Regions from separate parts of the Mus musculus genome. Here regions 1, 2 and 3 are each linked to region 4. Evidence: chromatin contacts called from public HiChIP or PLAC-seq data. All regions are on one chromosome and are shown on one strand. Each heading gives the region's core, a stretch centred on a gene start, on an enhancer-like site or on the middle of the called end of the contact. The rest is flanking DNA. Distances are from core to core; before and after follow the strand shown. Region 1 has its middle 11 kb from the start of Mir5114. Region 2 overlaps Dnmbp (dynamin binding protein). Region 3 overlaps Dnmbp (dynamin binding protein). Region 4 holds the start of Erlin1 (ER lipid raft associated 1).

Region 1 (3,165 bases), core at 606-3,105, 240 kb after region 4:
TATCACTATACTGGGCCTCATCTTTAGTTTTAAAAAAATGTCATTATCCTCACCCCAAAAGGAAACACTATTCCCATTCGAATGACTCCTCATGACCCTCCCACTGTATCAACAACCAATATGCTGCCTATGAATCGGTTGTTGTTTATGTCGGAGAAATAGCCATACTGTGTGTGTCTGGTAGCCTCCCTGCATGACATTCTGTGTGTCTCTTTGTAACAGGTCCCCCACCGCCCCCCCCCCCCAACCTGGTCCTTAGTTGGCTCCCAAATCTTAACACAACTAACATGGTGAAGTGATAGAAGTACTATTCAGGTCATGGAACCCAGCACATAGGCAGCACCACCCGCCAAAATGAAAACAAAGATCTAATTCATCAAAGGCCATAGCTCTGGGAAGTCTGTAAATGTACTAGCCTTGCTTTTTGGCTTCTGTAGTTCCCCTTCTGGCTAACTGTTCTTGCTAAATGTGTCAAACAAAGACATGTTTTGTATTGTGTGTGTGTGTGTGTGTGTGTGTGTGTGTGTGTGTGCTTAAAAGCTTGCCCTGAGAGAGCTGAAGAGATGGAACAGCAGTTCAGAGCATTGACCGCTTTGCCCAAGGTTCTAAGTTCAATTCCCAGCAACCACATGGTGGCTCACAGTCATCTGTAATGGGATCCGATGCCCTCTTCTGGTGTGTCTGAAGACAGCTACAGTGTACTCATATTAAAAAAAAAAAATACAAAAAAAATGCCATAAGCCGGGCGTAGTGGCGCACGCCTTTAATCCCAGCACTTGGGAGGCAGAGGCAGGCAGATTTCTGAGTTCGAGGCCAGCCTGGTCTACAGAGTGAGTTCCAGGACAGCCAGGGCTACACAGAGAAACCCTGTCTCGAAAAACCAAAAAAATAAATAAATAAATAAATAAAATAATAATAATAATAATAATAATTAAAAACAAACATCTCACCCCGAGAAAGGCTCAAGTCTGTAAGTACCAGCCAGCTAATAGACTTTCTACTGGCTTAAATCTGTGTCTAAGTCATTTCTTTGATTTATCTTCTTTGATCGATTCCTAACATTTTCACACTGGCACAAATCAGTTTTTAACTCCTCATTATGATTAACAGTCCATTGTATTTATGGGGAGCAGTTGAGTTGTCCCCCCCTTTCGGCTTCTATGAATAGTATGCTCTGCACATTTGTGTGTGTATATTCTAGCATTTGCTCTCTGTCGATTTGTGTACACAGGAATGGGATTTCTTCTGTAATAATTCTGTTTAACTTTTTTTTTTTTTGAGTAAACAGTTTTCAACAGCAGTAATGGACAGTGTCACCCACCCTTCACCATAACATTTCTCCTTTTTTTTTTCTTTTTTCTTTCTGCTTTCGGGGAAGGCCAGACCCCATGGAGTAAAGTAGAAGCTCTGCTTCCAGTAGCAAGATTGCTTTAGCCAAAGCCTCAAACCGTGCCTCCAACCTCGCCATTTCCAGGAGCAGGCAGTGTGGCTACCTCCCTGGATCACTAACGCACCTCCCACCCCACTGCGGCCAAACACACATACACAGCCCTGTGACATCATAAATTACTGTCCTGGTGACCGTACATGGAGCCCTACCAAACTCCAACTCAGGTTAAGCTGAGTGCCTGAAATAGAAGCAACATGCAACGCTCTTCCTCCAGTCCTGGCCCTCTGCCAGTGCCTGCCCGGGAGAGGTCCAGCTAGGGTGAGGAAAAGCAAGGGTCAGGCGTGCGGGCCCCTCCCGGGGTTACTCTGGGTTAGCATTGGCCCCAGATTCACTCGCGTTCACCAGGCCCAAAGCGCCTGACCCCTCGCAGCCAATCAGCGGCCTCACCGGGCTCTGCACGCATCGCTCCAATCAGGATGCGCTGCTCCTGAAGCTAGCCGGTGTACCTTGCAGTCACAGATGGAGGCTAGCCCAGTCCCTGACCTCACAACCCCCCCCCCCCCCCCCGCCTCCGCTCCCCGGACCTTGAATGTGGGCTCTGGTCGCCAGCTTTCGCCAAGGAAGGGGGTGGGGGTGTGTGCTGGCAAAGCAGCGCACGTTTTTTTTTGTTTTTTTGTTTTGTTTTTTTCCATCTACGTAGTGCAAACGCTTATGGAGGAGGAGGCAGAGCTAGGACTTAGCAAAACAGACCTCAGATTGGGTCATGGTGTAGAGGAGAGCACTCCGAAAAGCACAGCATTAATGTGATCAGGAACTTTCCAGGCTGATGTCAGCAGGCATGAAGGGGCGTGGAGTGGGCAGTGGGAGGAGAAAATGCAGGGGAGGCGGTGAGAGTCTGGAAATCTCGATATTTAAGAAACTTACTGTGATAGCAGAGGGGACCACAGGGGCTGGAAGCCTTATTCCAGGCTTTGAAAAGACTCCGATGGGGGCATGGGGAAGGAAAAGGAAGGACACATCTGAAAAGTATTTTTGGAGCAGAGTAGACATTCAGATGCTGGAATGGTGAAGTGGATGCAGGGTGGGAGGGGCACCCATGACAGGCTTTTAGCTCGAGTCGCTCTGCAGGGGCAGCCTCTGCACCAACTTAAAATAAGAAGCTTGAAACAAAGCAGGCTTGGACTGGGAGCGGGAAGTTAGTATTTAACACGGGAGTGGGAGTTGTACAAAGTTTGCTGGGATTAAAGGCAGTAATCACCACACATAATCTTAACGTGCCCTTAAATGTGGCTTGCAAGAATTGCATTGAGAATTTTTTTTTTCTGTCTCCATGTTCATCAGGGGAAAAAACGGCTGACAATTTTCTTTTTTAAAAATGTGTGTGCTCTGAACCAGTTTTTATATCAAGGTAATGCAGACTTGGCAGGGTGAACTTGGTAGTGTTCTGTATACCATATGAAACAGTTTAAGGAGCTTGGTTATTACCTCTTCCTTAAAGATTTGATAAAACTCGGCAACGAGTCAGTCTGGTGCTACATTTTGACTTTTGGGGAAACTTTTGGTTACTGTCTCAGTCTTGTTGACTTTTTAAAAAAATGATTTTAGAGCTTTATTATAGAAAGACAGGGGGAAAGAGAGAAGGTAGAAAAGAGAGAGAAGAAAGGCTAGAGAATAAAGAGGGAGAGAGAGGAGAGGAGAAGACAAAAAGAGAGAGGAGTGAGGAGTAAGAGCCGTCTTGTTGATTGTTATGAATCCATTTTAATCGTTTATGTCCT
Region 2 (3,119 bases), core at 296-2,795, 190 kb before region 4:
CGCTCAGTCTGTAATTATGGTACTGCAGTAGAAGACAGCCTCATTCCAACCCCAACACTTCGGGTGTAAAGGGTCGGGCTGCCTCCCATCTCCTACCTGTGCCTGCTGCAGGGGCACCATGACCCTCTCAATGCACATCTCCAGATCCCGGATGTAGTCTCTCTCCGTCTGCAAAAGCTCCGCCACCACCTTGGCTCTCTTCTCCAGCATCCTCTGCTCTGGGTTTTCAGTGGACACAGACCCAAAGGGGGCCGCCAGGGATGAAGACTGGGAAGAGAGGAGCGTCATGTCTGGAAGGGGAAGGAGGACGGTCAGCAGCTGTGTGAAAGGAGGGCTCTCCAGCACTTTGAACCAGGAAGCAGTGTTCTAGGTGGGCCGGGGCTTTCCCTACAGAGGACAGCCAGGAGATCAAGCGTCCACTGTAAACACTGTAAACACTCTGCAAACTCTCTCCACAGGGATATCCTCCCAAGTATGCAGGATCCTTTTCATCTTGTCCTCGAGAGAAGCTTGACCACCTAACAATGCGCGGCCTGCTAGCTGTCTGTAAAGTCGAAAGGAAGACCAGCCTTATCGAGAACTGATTTTATTTAATCAGATATAAAACCTGCTCTATAGGCTCTGCAGCAAAGCTACCAAGCTGGGGAGTGAGGACATTGATACAGCACGTTAGGAATATTAATCTGGGGCAGTGAGATGGCTCGACAGGTAAACCCACTTGCTGCTAAGCCTGAGGCCCGGAGTTTCTTCCTTGGGATCCACAGGGTAGAAGGGAGAGACCTGACTCCCTTATGTTGTCTTCAGAACTCTACATGCTTGCTACTGTGGCACATGCTTGCCACACACATGCACACACAAAGCACATAAATAAATGTGATAAAATGTTTTAAGCAATATGAGAAAATTATTACAGGCAGAACAACTTAATATTTAAAAAAAAAGAAATATTATGAGGAACACATAACAGTGCCAACTTGGGGGGAGGGAGATCTCTGGGAGCCTGAAGGACAGCCCGGTCTAGAGAGCAAGTTCCAGTCTACCCAGGGCTAGCCATAACGGGATGTTTCCTGAAGAAGAAAAACAATTCTTCTCATTAGCACTTACAGCTCCTGGTACTTGGATGCATAGGAGAAGGCGCATAAAGAAATGAGAAAACGTTTGGTCATTTAAGAAACTGAAATAAAAACAAACAGAAGATGGCTGTGGAGTGGTCTCCGCCGAGTTTCCTTCACATTCTAAGACTGATTTAAAAATTGACAAATTTGCTAAGTCAATACAGTATGCTGTCTGGGCACAATTCAAAGCCACAGAAACAGTACATGCGGCTGGCTTTTCAGCAGACTGGATTCTCCAAAAATCTTTTCTGCTGCCCCTAATCCTAAGAAGTTAGGAATGTCAGTGTTTACAAATGGGGGCGGGAGACATCTTGCATTGCCAAGCAAGGAGGTCCTGGCAGAGGCACAGGGGGAGGGGGAGAGGGAGATCTTAACAAAGACAAGGCAGCCAGGGAAGGGCAGCCTGCCCAACCAGGACAACTTCAGTATCAAAATTAAGTCAGCTCCAATGCATTATAATCCAGTGAATCAAACAGGAACTGGGAGCCCACACCCTTAGCACACATGACAGGGAAGAAGTCTCTCTCTGAGTGGAAGTCAAACTGCAAGATCCAGAAAAATGACAAGATTTTTTTTTTTTAAGAGCATCTTTTCAAGCAAATTACCAGTAGAGGATAGGTGTGGTATGCCTGCCTCTGACCCCAGCCAGAGAATTTCAGGCCAAAACTAACCAACCAACCAAACAAACAAACAAACATACCCAACTCATCAGTTGATGATGCTGGTAATAATGGTGGTATTGAGGTGATCAGGATATTTGCATAGTTTTACATTATTATACATTACATGTTCATTCCAAAAACAAAACAAACAACAACAAAACATGCCTACACAGCTGAGAAAGGATACCTTGACCCAGGAATCAAAATCAGGGTCACCAGTAAGGGGCAAATATGGCTTCCAAATAGGCCTGGAAACATCACACACCCCTTCTGCAGTATCCCAGTCACAAATGTTGGTTCTGAAATGAGTCTTGAGGAAACATCAAACTCAAATTGAGAATGTATATTCTTCAAAAGGTCACTGTCATGGGAAAAGGAATTCCGAGGACAGTGTTCAACTATGACTGGCCAGTCCCTGCTGTGTCGAAGAAGAAAAGTTCTAAACCCAGCGTTGGGCAGGGCTGGAGAGCGGCTGTAGATTAGATAAGTGACTAGATCAAGGTAAAATCTCCTGCAGGAGCGGCCCCTTTCTGGTCTCACAATAAATACCCACTCTTACTGCTGATAGTTTGCTTGTGCCAGGCCCTGAGTTTTACCCCTACCAGGCACATAATGCACGCAATAAACTCTTAGAAAAAACTAGAGAGAGAAAGGATGAAGATGTTAAACTTAACAGCGCACGGGGAAGCCAGGCAGTGAGGGCACACACCTTTAACTCCAGCACTCGCTCAGGAGGCAGATACAGGTGAATCTCTGAGTTGGAGGCCACTCTACAGAGTGAGTTCCAGGGCAATTAGAGCTACACAGAGAAACCCTGCCTGGGAAAACCAGCCGACCAACCATGAGTGCACAGGGAGTTCCTGGTACCACGACAATCTTTCTATAAATTGTATTATTCAATACATTTAAAAACAACAGCCAACAATAGCTAGTATCTTGCTTGAACTTTATGTCACGACGCGTGGCAACATTTCACACATCCTTCTCATCCACCACAGTCTAAGGTTTCGTTCAGAAATCAGCTGCACCGTACACACAGCCTGTTTATTGCTGTGCTGGGAACGGAGCCCAGGGACTGGCCCAGGATAGACAGGTGCTTTCTTACCGCCAGCCTTGCAAGAAAATCCTTTAAACTAAATTGCTTGTTTTAAATTCTCTTTGTGGCCAGACTTTGTGGTACTTGTCTAGGCTTTTGGTTTAGTTTTTTGTTTTTGGCTTGTTGTTGTTTGGTTTTTGGGTTTTTTTTGAGGTTTTTCTGTGTGGCCTTGGTTGTGCTGGAACTCGGATTTGCGTACCAGGCTGGCCTCGAACTCACAGAGATCCTTTTCAAAGGCATAGGCTG
Region 3 (3,179 bases), core at 178-2,677, 150 kb before region 4:
TATTAAAAACCATTTCTATAGCTAACTACAAGTTCAAATCTGTGTCATTGGCCACCAGAGAAGAAACTGTCTTCAAGTATAAACACTTCAGACCTTATTTCAACGTGGTTAATCTAATTGTGACCAGGTTTTTAAGCAGGCACACAGGGCCAAGTGTGAGGGCACGGGCCTGTCAATCCCAGCACCCAAGAGTAAGACACGCCTTGTGCCTTCTTGACGTCGTCCAAAGATCCCGAGTTAATGTGATTTACTCGGGCTGCTGGAAGCCAGTTCAGTACATACAGTACTGTGCTGCGTTTAACCACAGCTGCAGCCCTAGACAGTTACAGAGCCTCAGGCCTTTCTTGGTGCTGCCCTGCTTCCAGGTCAGCCGGTCTCATCCATCAGCTTCATTAAAAAAAAAAGATTCACATAGTTTTATCTTATGCATATGGGTGTTTTGCCTGTATGTATGTCACGTGTGTACCTGGGCATCTACCAAAAAGGATGGCAGGTCTCCTGGGACTGGAGTTACAGATGGTTGTGAGCTGCTATGTGGGTGCTGGGATTAATCTTGGGTGAGCAAGAGGACGAGCAGCCAGTGCTTTTAACCTCTGAATTATCTTCTAAGCTACCCCACCCAGTCAGTTTTTCTACCCTACATTTTTATTTTTTTGAGACAGAGTCTTACTGTGTAGTCCTAGGTGAAACTCATTATGTAGACCAGGCTAGCCTTGGACTCATAAAGACCCACCAACTTCTGACTCGCAAGTGTCAGGGCTAAGGGTGTGCGACCCCGTGCCCAATTCAACCCAACTTCTAGTTCACAGTCTACAGCACCAACCATTACTAAGAGTTCCCAGATAGATAAAAGCGGACCACCTCTGGATGGTAGGCTAGCATCCTCTGCAGAGGTAAGGGACACATGTGGGCACTGGGGGCTCAACACTTCACAAACTCTAAGGCCCCTTTCTTATTTTCTGGCTGTCTTCCAGGCATCTGAAATTGCCAGATGTCAGATTTCTACAGAAGGGTAGGTTTGTTTGTTTGTTTGTTTGTTTAAAGCAGAAATCCAAGCATAATATTTGGCAAATCTCTTAGCCATCTACATTATTAAGACAAGTCCTCAGGGTTGGGCCAAGATGGACATAATTTTCCCGTACATTTTCTCAAAGTTCTCACTGTCTGACCGAATGCACGGCTCCTCCTCTGAGCTGTGAGATAAGGAAGGGGCCTCGACCCACTGAGTTCTTGCTCTTTGGCCTCGTGAGCTGAAAGAGTTAAGAATTCCTCTTGACTCCTTTTCACAGTGGGGGGTGGGGGGGGATGACTCACAAATGCTGAGGAGACTCTGGCTCAATCAAGTCTTTTACTGACCTCCTACTCTGCAGGAATGAGTCTATAATCCCAAGGGACACACACCCTAGAAGGGCTCAGACTCCACAGGTCCGTGTGATTCATGTGTGCAGTGAGGAGGCGGGGCTTGACGTCTCCCACTTAACTCAGGTGACGCACACTCCCAGAGTTGATCCCGCCTTGTACACTTTCTAAGAAGCACCCATTGTCACCCATGCTCGGGCTATCTAGAAGCCTTCGAGTGTGTGTCGGAACTTAACCACTAGTGGCTTCTGTAAGCTGTCCCAAGTCCAGATGGAAGTTTGCAGAAGAAACTACAGGACAGATGAGCTGAGGAAAAGCTGGGAGATTACTGTCCAAATACAGCGTGCTGCCAGGGATATCAAGATGTAGAGCCCCACCCTTCCCTACTAGCGAGTGCCCATTTCTTCCTCTAAAGAGTTGAAACATAAATATCCGCAGAACAATGATTCTTCAACACCTTTTGGAAGGTAAACTCCAAAAGAGTTTGTGAAGGAAGTGGCGTCTGACCATTTGTCTGCAGGCGGGCAGCAACGCAGGCACAGGAAGAGTTAGGTAACTGCCGGAAGCGGGTTGGAATATCTGAAACCACTTATACCTCAGCCCGTAGTTCTGCTCACCTAACGGTAAACCAGCCATCTCTGGCGTAAATAGTTTCAGTCTCTAGTTTGTCTAGGTCTAACAGGGGCTAGGGATAGGCGGTGAGGAGGTAAGGGGGAGGGGACAGTGTGAGCCCTCCAGGTCAAGCGTGGGTGCCCAGAACTTCTTGTTCTGATTAGCCCAAGGACACTAAGAAAGCTACCACCTGAGTGTACACCATGCCACATGAGCCAGGAGCCTGCACCATCCACCACACTGTGGTCAGCAAGGCTCAGATCCCAGCAATTCACCCAGACTCAACAGCTATAGAGTTTAACTGTTACAGCACTAAAAGCTACCTATTTAGGGAGGAGGACAAAAGAAAGGAATGTGTGTAAGCCAGTCTTTAAGGTACAGTACGCATAACAGTATTTTAGGGAGACAAGGTAGGAATTACTCAAGGCTAGCGTGGGTCTCTCTGGATAAAAACATTGGACTAAATATGCCACTCCTGTGTGTGACTCTAATAATCAGGGAACATAAGACAAGTCTCTATTTCATGTGTGTGCATTCCCAGCTTGTCTGTCTGTGCACCACATGTGCACCACAGCCCAGAAGAAAGTGGGTCCCCCGGGACTGGAGTTACAGATGGTTGGGAGCTGCCACGTGGACACTGGGCAGTGAACCCCGATCCTCAGGAAGAGCAGCCGGTGCTCTTAACCTCTGAGCCATCCCTCCAGCCCTGAGTATGTGAAAGTTAATGCTATAAATGTAAAATTATAAAAACATTCAGAAAAAAAAAAACTGGGCGTGGTGGTGCACACATTTAATCCCAGCATTCGGGAGGCGGAGGCAGGCAGATTTCTGAGTTCGAGGCCAGCCTGGTCTATAGAGTGAGTTCCAGGACAGCCAGAGCTACACAGAGAAACCCTGTCTCGAAAAACAAAAAAAAACAAACAAATATATATATATATACACACACACATACATATATATAATATATATTGTATATATATTTATTCAGAAATAAGATTTACAACATGCCATGAAACACATACTGACCCTTATCTGACCCTTTTAAAAGGAAAAAGAGCAGTAACACATTAATGCCACACGGATCAACCTTGAAGATGCTATGCTTTGTGAGACCAGCAGACACAGGGACAGACACTGCCAGATTCCACTCAGATGAAGTACTCGGTGCAGCCGGAGCCACAGAGACAGAGGAAAGGCTAGAGAACTAG
Region 4 (3,162 bases), core at 524-3,023:
ACAAGAGACAAATCAAAACAATACATTTAATCGCTAAGTTTAAAAAAGGAAAAAACCAAACTTTCAAGGAAGAAGAAACTTTCTGAGGCTAATGGTTCTTTCAATACATGAGTCCAATCCTAGGGGGATGGTTTCTGTCTAAAGGTAACAAAAACCTAGCATGGAAAGACAGACAGCGAAAGGGTTGAGTTGACAGCTGAGAGAGGGGCTTGTTTATCAAACTCTGTAGTATGTGAACGGTGAAAGCACCCCCTGCAAATTTGGGACAAATACAACACAAAGTCCTACTTTACACAACGAATAGTAAGTTCCCACAACATTCATCCTTGTCCTAAGTCATAACTCAAAAGATGAACCTTTGCAGGTTCATTAGTCATTTTTTTTGGAGTGGTATCTCCGTATGTTCTCTTCGTGGTTTTCCTGTCAGAAGGACAGTGATAAACTGGATGGAAATGTGGTCCAGGCTGGTATTTCTTATGCTAGAACTCCATCTGTTAAGACATACCACCAAAAGTATGTATTTTCTAGGATTCTGGACTGATCTAAAAGTAGAAATACCAGTTTAGGGGGCATGATGGAAATATTCAAAAATCTGCTTGTTTCAGAATAAACCACTATCCCAAGTTGTCCACAAACTGGCTTCTCTTCCCAGCTTATACCACGAGGACCTGGTGGGAAGTTAGACTTGATTTATGCCAAATCAGGTGGATGGCAACTGAGTCCACACTCTTTTTCACCTTGACTTGAAAAAAAAAAAGTGAGAAAAGTGGCCTGCAAATGTGGTTTTTGTCTCTTGGCCTTTAGGGATATATGACATTGCTCTGGTCATGAAGACTTTGGGGGACATAACCAGACAATGGGAGATTTTTTAATGAAGAAGAAAAAACCCAACTTAGTGTTGGGGAGAACTGTCTTTATGTAAGACAGAGATCCGGAAAAAATCCACAGCGGCAAACTAAACACCTGTGCAGTTGTGCGGACTATGAGAAGTCATCTCGGTTGCAGTGACTACTTCCGTGCCCCCTAAGGTGTCTTCAATTCTGTACAGAACGAACTTGGCACTAAACTGCCCCGACAACGGAAAAGTGCCCCGCCAAAGGTTAACTCCCGGCAGCTGGGATGAAACCACTTCCCAGGCAGGGCTGGAAGCAGCTCCCCTGACGCCGCGGAAAAGAGCAACTTCCCAGACTTCGCTGTGACCCATTGGACCCTTCCACTGTGCTTCTAGAACCATCGCGGGCTGCACAGGGCGGCGCTCACCTGTAGTACACGGCCAAGTGTCCCTCTTCGATCTTGTGGATGGAGGCGTACAGGAGGATCGCCACCAACCCCACCACTGCAGCCACCAGAAGCCGGGCTTGAGTCATATTCATCCTTGTTCCTCCTGAGCATGGGGAGAAGAGGAACCTCAGTCCGTTGAGTGACAGGCCAGTCCCCACCCAGGGAAGAGCCCGCGTACGGTCGCGGGCGGCTGAGGCGGGAAGCCCCGCGCTCCGGCCCCGGGCTCTCTCTCTCTCTCTCTCAGCTAAGCGCTCCCCTCGCCAACCCCCTGCGCGGGTGCCCCCGGCTCGGCGTACGTCGTGACACCTCTTCCCCGACTCCCCAAGCGTTAGGTCCCGACTGAGGGCGGCCTTGATCGCAGGCACTCGGAGGACCGCGACCCCCGAGCCTCGCCTCACCGGTCAGTGACGCATCGCCCCCGCCCGCACGTGCAGCCGCCACCCGGCCCCGCCAACTGCTGCCAACAGCCGGCCCCGCCCACCTGCCCGGTACTGCGGCTGCGCGGGGACGCAGGCGACGCAGCCCCCGCCCGCGACTCGCGAGACGGTGCGCGGGCGGGACAAAATTGGCCCCGGGTGCGCGCACAGTGTAGTGATTCTAAGTGCCCAGACGAGGACCAAGTCTCCTGGGGTGGGTCACTCGGACAGACGCTGGTTGAGGCATGCTAGTGCACAGGACCAGCCCCTCAGTGTAGGAGTTGTTCCTGCATCCTTTTGTGGTTCGTCCCTAGTCCAACTGGCAAGCACATTCTCCAGGTACACACCCTGCACTAGGGAAACTACCAGACCAGTCTCAAGGAATCAGGGGTTCGAGTTCAGAAGAGGAAGCTATTCAACCAGAATTAACCATTCAGACTTGGCCTGAATATTTATTTTGTGCCAGAATGCTACACCAGAGTGCTTTCTGAAAGCCACCCAGAAACAGGATCAGAATGATATATGTATGTTGAATGTGGAGGTCGGGATTGTCTTGTAGGCCAAAATGAGTAGTGAACGCTTGAGTTTTCATGACGGCGATAAGGTTGAAAGGAGTTGTATGGCAAGATAGGCTAGAACCAGATTTACAAAGTCTAGGATCCATTTTTCTGCTGATAGAGAAAATGTATGACAAGAAGACAGTGACTTCATTTATGGCTGTTAGGCCTGCATGCATGTCAGTCACTATCTGTGTGCCTGGTGCCCTCAGCAGTCACAAGAGGGCATTGAATCCCGTGGAACCAGAGTTAAAGGCTGTTGTGAACTGCCACATCGGTGCTGGGAATCGACCTTTTTTTTTTTTCACTGTATTTTAACATTCTATACCACGTGGACCTGGTGAGATAGCTCAGTGGGTAGAGGAGTTTGTGAACTCCTGAGGACTTCATTTTCACCCTAGACCTCACACAGAAGTGAAAAGCAGAGAACTGACTCCACAAGTTGTCCTCTGATCTCCACACATAAAGGTCCATGCCCCACACCACACACCAACACACACAATAATTAATAATCATAAAAGGTTTAGGGAATAAACCCACACCATGTGCATGTATTACAAAACAAAAACTAAAAGGAAAGGGTAGAGTTTAGAGATATAGGGACACATGGGAAATAAGGGCATTCTATTTCACTAAGGGCAGAGACAACTAGAAAAGGTTAACAAGGTTGGAAGGATTACCAAACTCCTGTGCAGGAAAATACCAGAAAGCAGTGCTTTTGGGGCATTGTATCTGTAACTGGCTGAGAGTGAAGACAGACAGGAAACTGGGAAACGGATATACAACAGCAAATACAAGGTTATGTATGATGCTAGTAACAAAGAGAATGACAGGCAAGAGAATCAATTCAGGCCTTTGTAAGAGCAAATCTAGCCACACCCCTTCAATACATGCACTAACCTGTATCG

What was found. HiChIP or PLAC-seq counts read pairs in DNA pulled down with a chosen protein or histone mark.
Region 1: an HNF4G HiChIP or PLAC-seq map of pancreatic cancer cells shows a contact between it and region 4. The contact joins the enhancer-like site here to the promoter of Erlin1 in region 4. A contact is called at or near these places in 4 of 39 promoter capture datasets (frontonasal cranial neural crest, neural stem cells, pre-B cells and 1 more), 2 of 484 Hi-C or Micro-C datasets (embryonic stem cells and erythroblasts), 2 of 115 datasets of contacts at active chromatin or transcription factors (embryonic stem cells and pancreatic cancer cells) and 1 of 9 other capture datasets (liver).
Region 2: an H3K27ac HiChIP or PLAC-seq map of the NIH/3T3 cell line shows a contact between it and region 4, with 3 times the contacts expected there. The contact joins the enhancer-like site here to the promoter of Erlin1 in region 4. A contact is called at or near these places in 9 of 39 promoter capture datasets (the 3T3-L1 cell line, 3T3-L1-derived adipocytes, cancer-associated fibroblasts and 5 more), 1 of 15 datasets of contacts at CTCF or cohesin (the NIH/3T3 cell line), 1 of 484 Hi-C or Micro-C datasets (nephron progenitors), 12 of 115 datasets of contacts at active chromatin or transcription factors (the NIH/3T3 cell line, astrocytes, bone marrow-derived macrophages and 9 more) and 3 of 9 other capture datasets (adipose tissue, macrophages and pancreatic islet).
Region 3: a contact with region 4 is called in a FOXA1 HiChIP or PLAC-seq map of pancreatic cancer cells. The contact joins the enhancer-like site here to the promoter of Erlin1 in region 4. A contact is called at or near these places in 3 of 39 promoter capture datasets (the 3T3-L1 cell line, 3T3-L1-derived adipocytes and embryonic stem cells), 1 of 15 datasets of contacts at CTCF or cohesin (the NIH/3T3 cell line), 1 of 484 Hi-C or Micro-C datasets (nephron progenitors), 6 of 115 datasets of contacts at active chromatin or transcription factors (bone marrow-derived macrophages, embryonic fibroblasts, epiblast stem cells and 3 more) and 3 of 9 other capture datasets (adipose tissue, liver and pancreatic islet).

What each region holds. Positions count from the first base shown.
Region 1 is chr19:44,312,841-44,316,005 of GRCm38.p6, forward strand. No RefSeq gene overlaps it. Among named protein-coding and RNA genes, the nearest start is that of Mir5114, 11 kb to the left of the region's middle. Within about 2 kb of position 1,856, at least 328 of the 459 cell types and tissues checked have an H3K27ac peak or open chromatin away from gene starts, as enhancers often do. A contact at or near this core is called in embryonic stem cells, erythroblasts, liver and 3 more, where this site is marked.
Region 2 is chr19:43,874,731-43,877,849 of GRCm38.p6, forward strand. It overlaps Dnmbp (dynamin binding protein), which reads right to left. Exons shown (of 16, transcript NM_028029.4): 5 at 97-290. Among named protein-coding and RNA genes, the nearest start is that of Gm24400, 19 kb to the left of the region's middle. Within about 2 kb of position 1,546, at least 42 of the 459 cell types and tissues checked have an H3K27ac peak or open chromatin away from gene starts, as enhancers often do. A contact at or near this core is called in the NIH/3T3 cell line, astrocytes, bone marrow-derived macrophages and 2 more, where this site is marked.
Region 3 is chr19:43,915,389-43,918,567 of GRCm38.p6, forward strand. All of the region lies in intron 1 of Dnmbp (dynamin binding protein), which reads right to left. Among named protein-coding and RNA genes, the nearest start is that of Gm50217, 3.9 kb to the right of the region's middle. Within about 2 kb of position 1,428, at least 186 of the 459 cell types and tissues checked have an H3K27ac peak or open chromatin away from gene starts, as enhancers often do. A contact at or near this core is called in the NIH/3T3 cell line, adipose tissue, embryonic fibroblasts and 3 more, where this site is marked.
Region 4 is chr19:44,068,012-44,071,173 of GRCm38.p6, forward strand. Erlin1 (ER lipid raft associated 1) reads right to left here and starts at 1,774. Exons shown (of 12, transcript NM_001164360.1): 1 at 1,680-1,774; 2 at 1,261-1,384. The coding sequence starts at 1,373.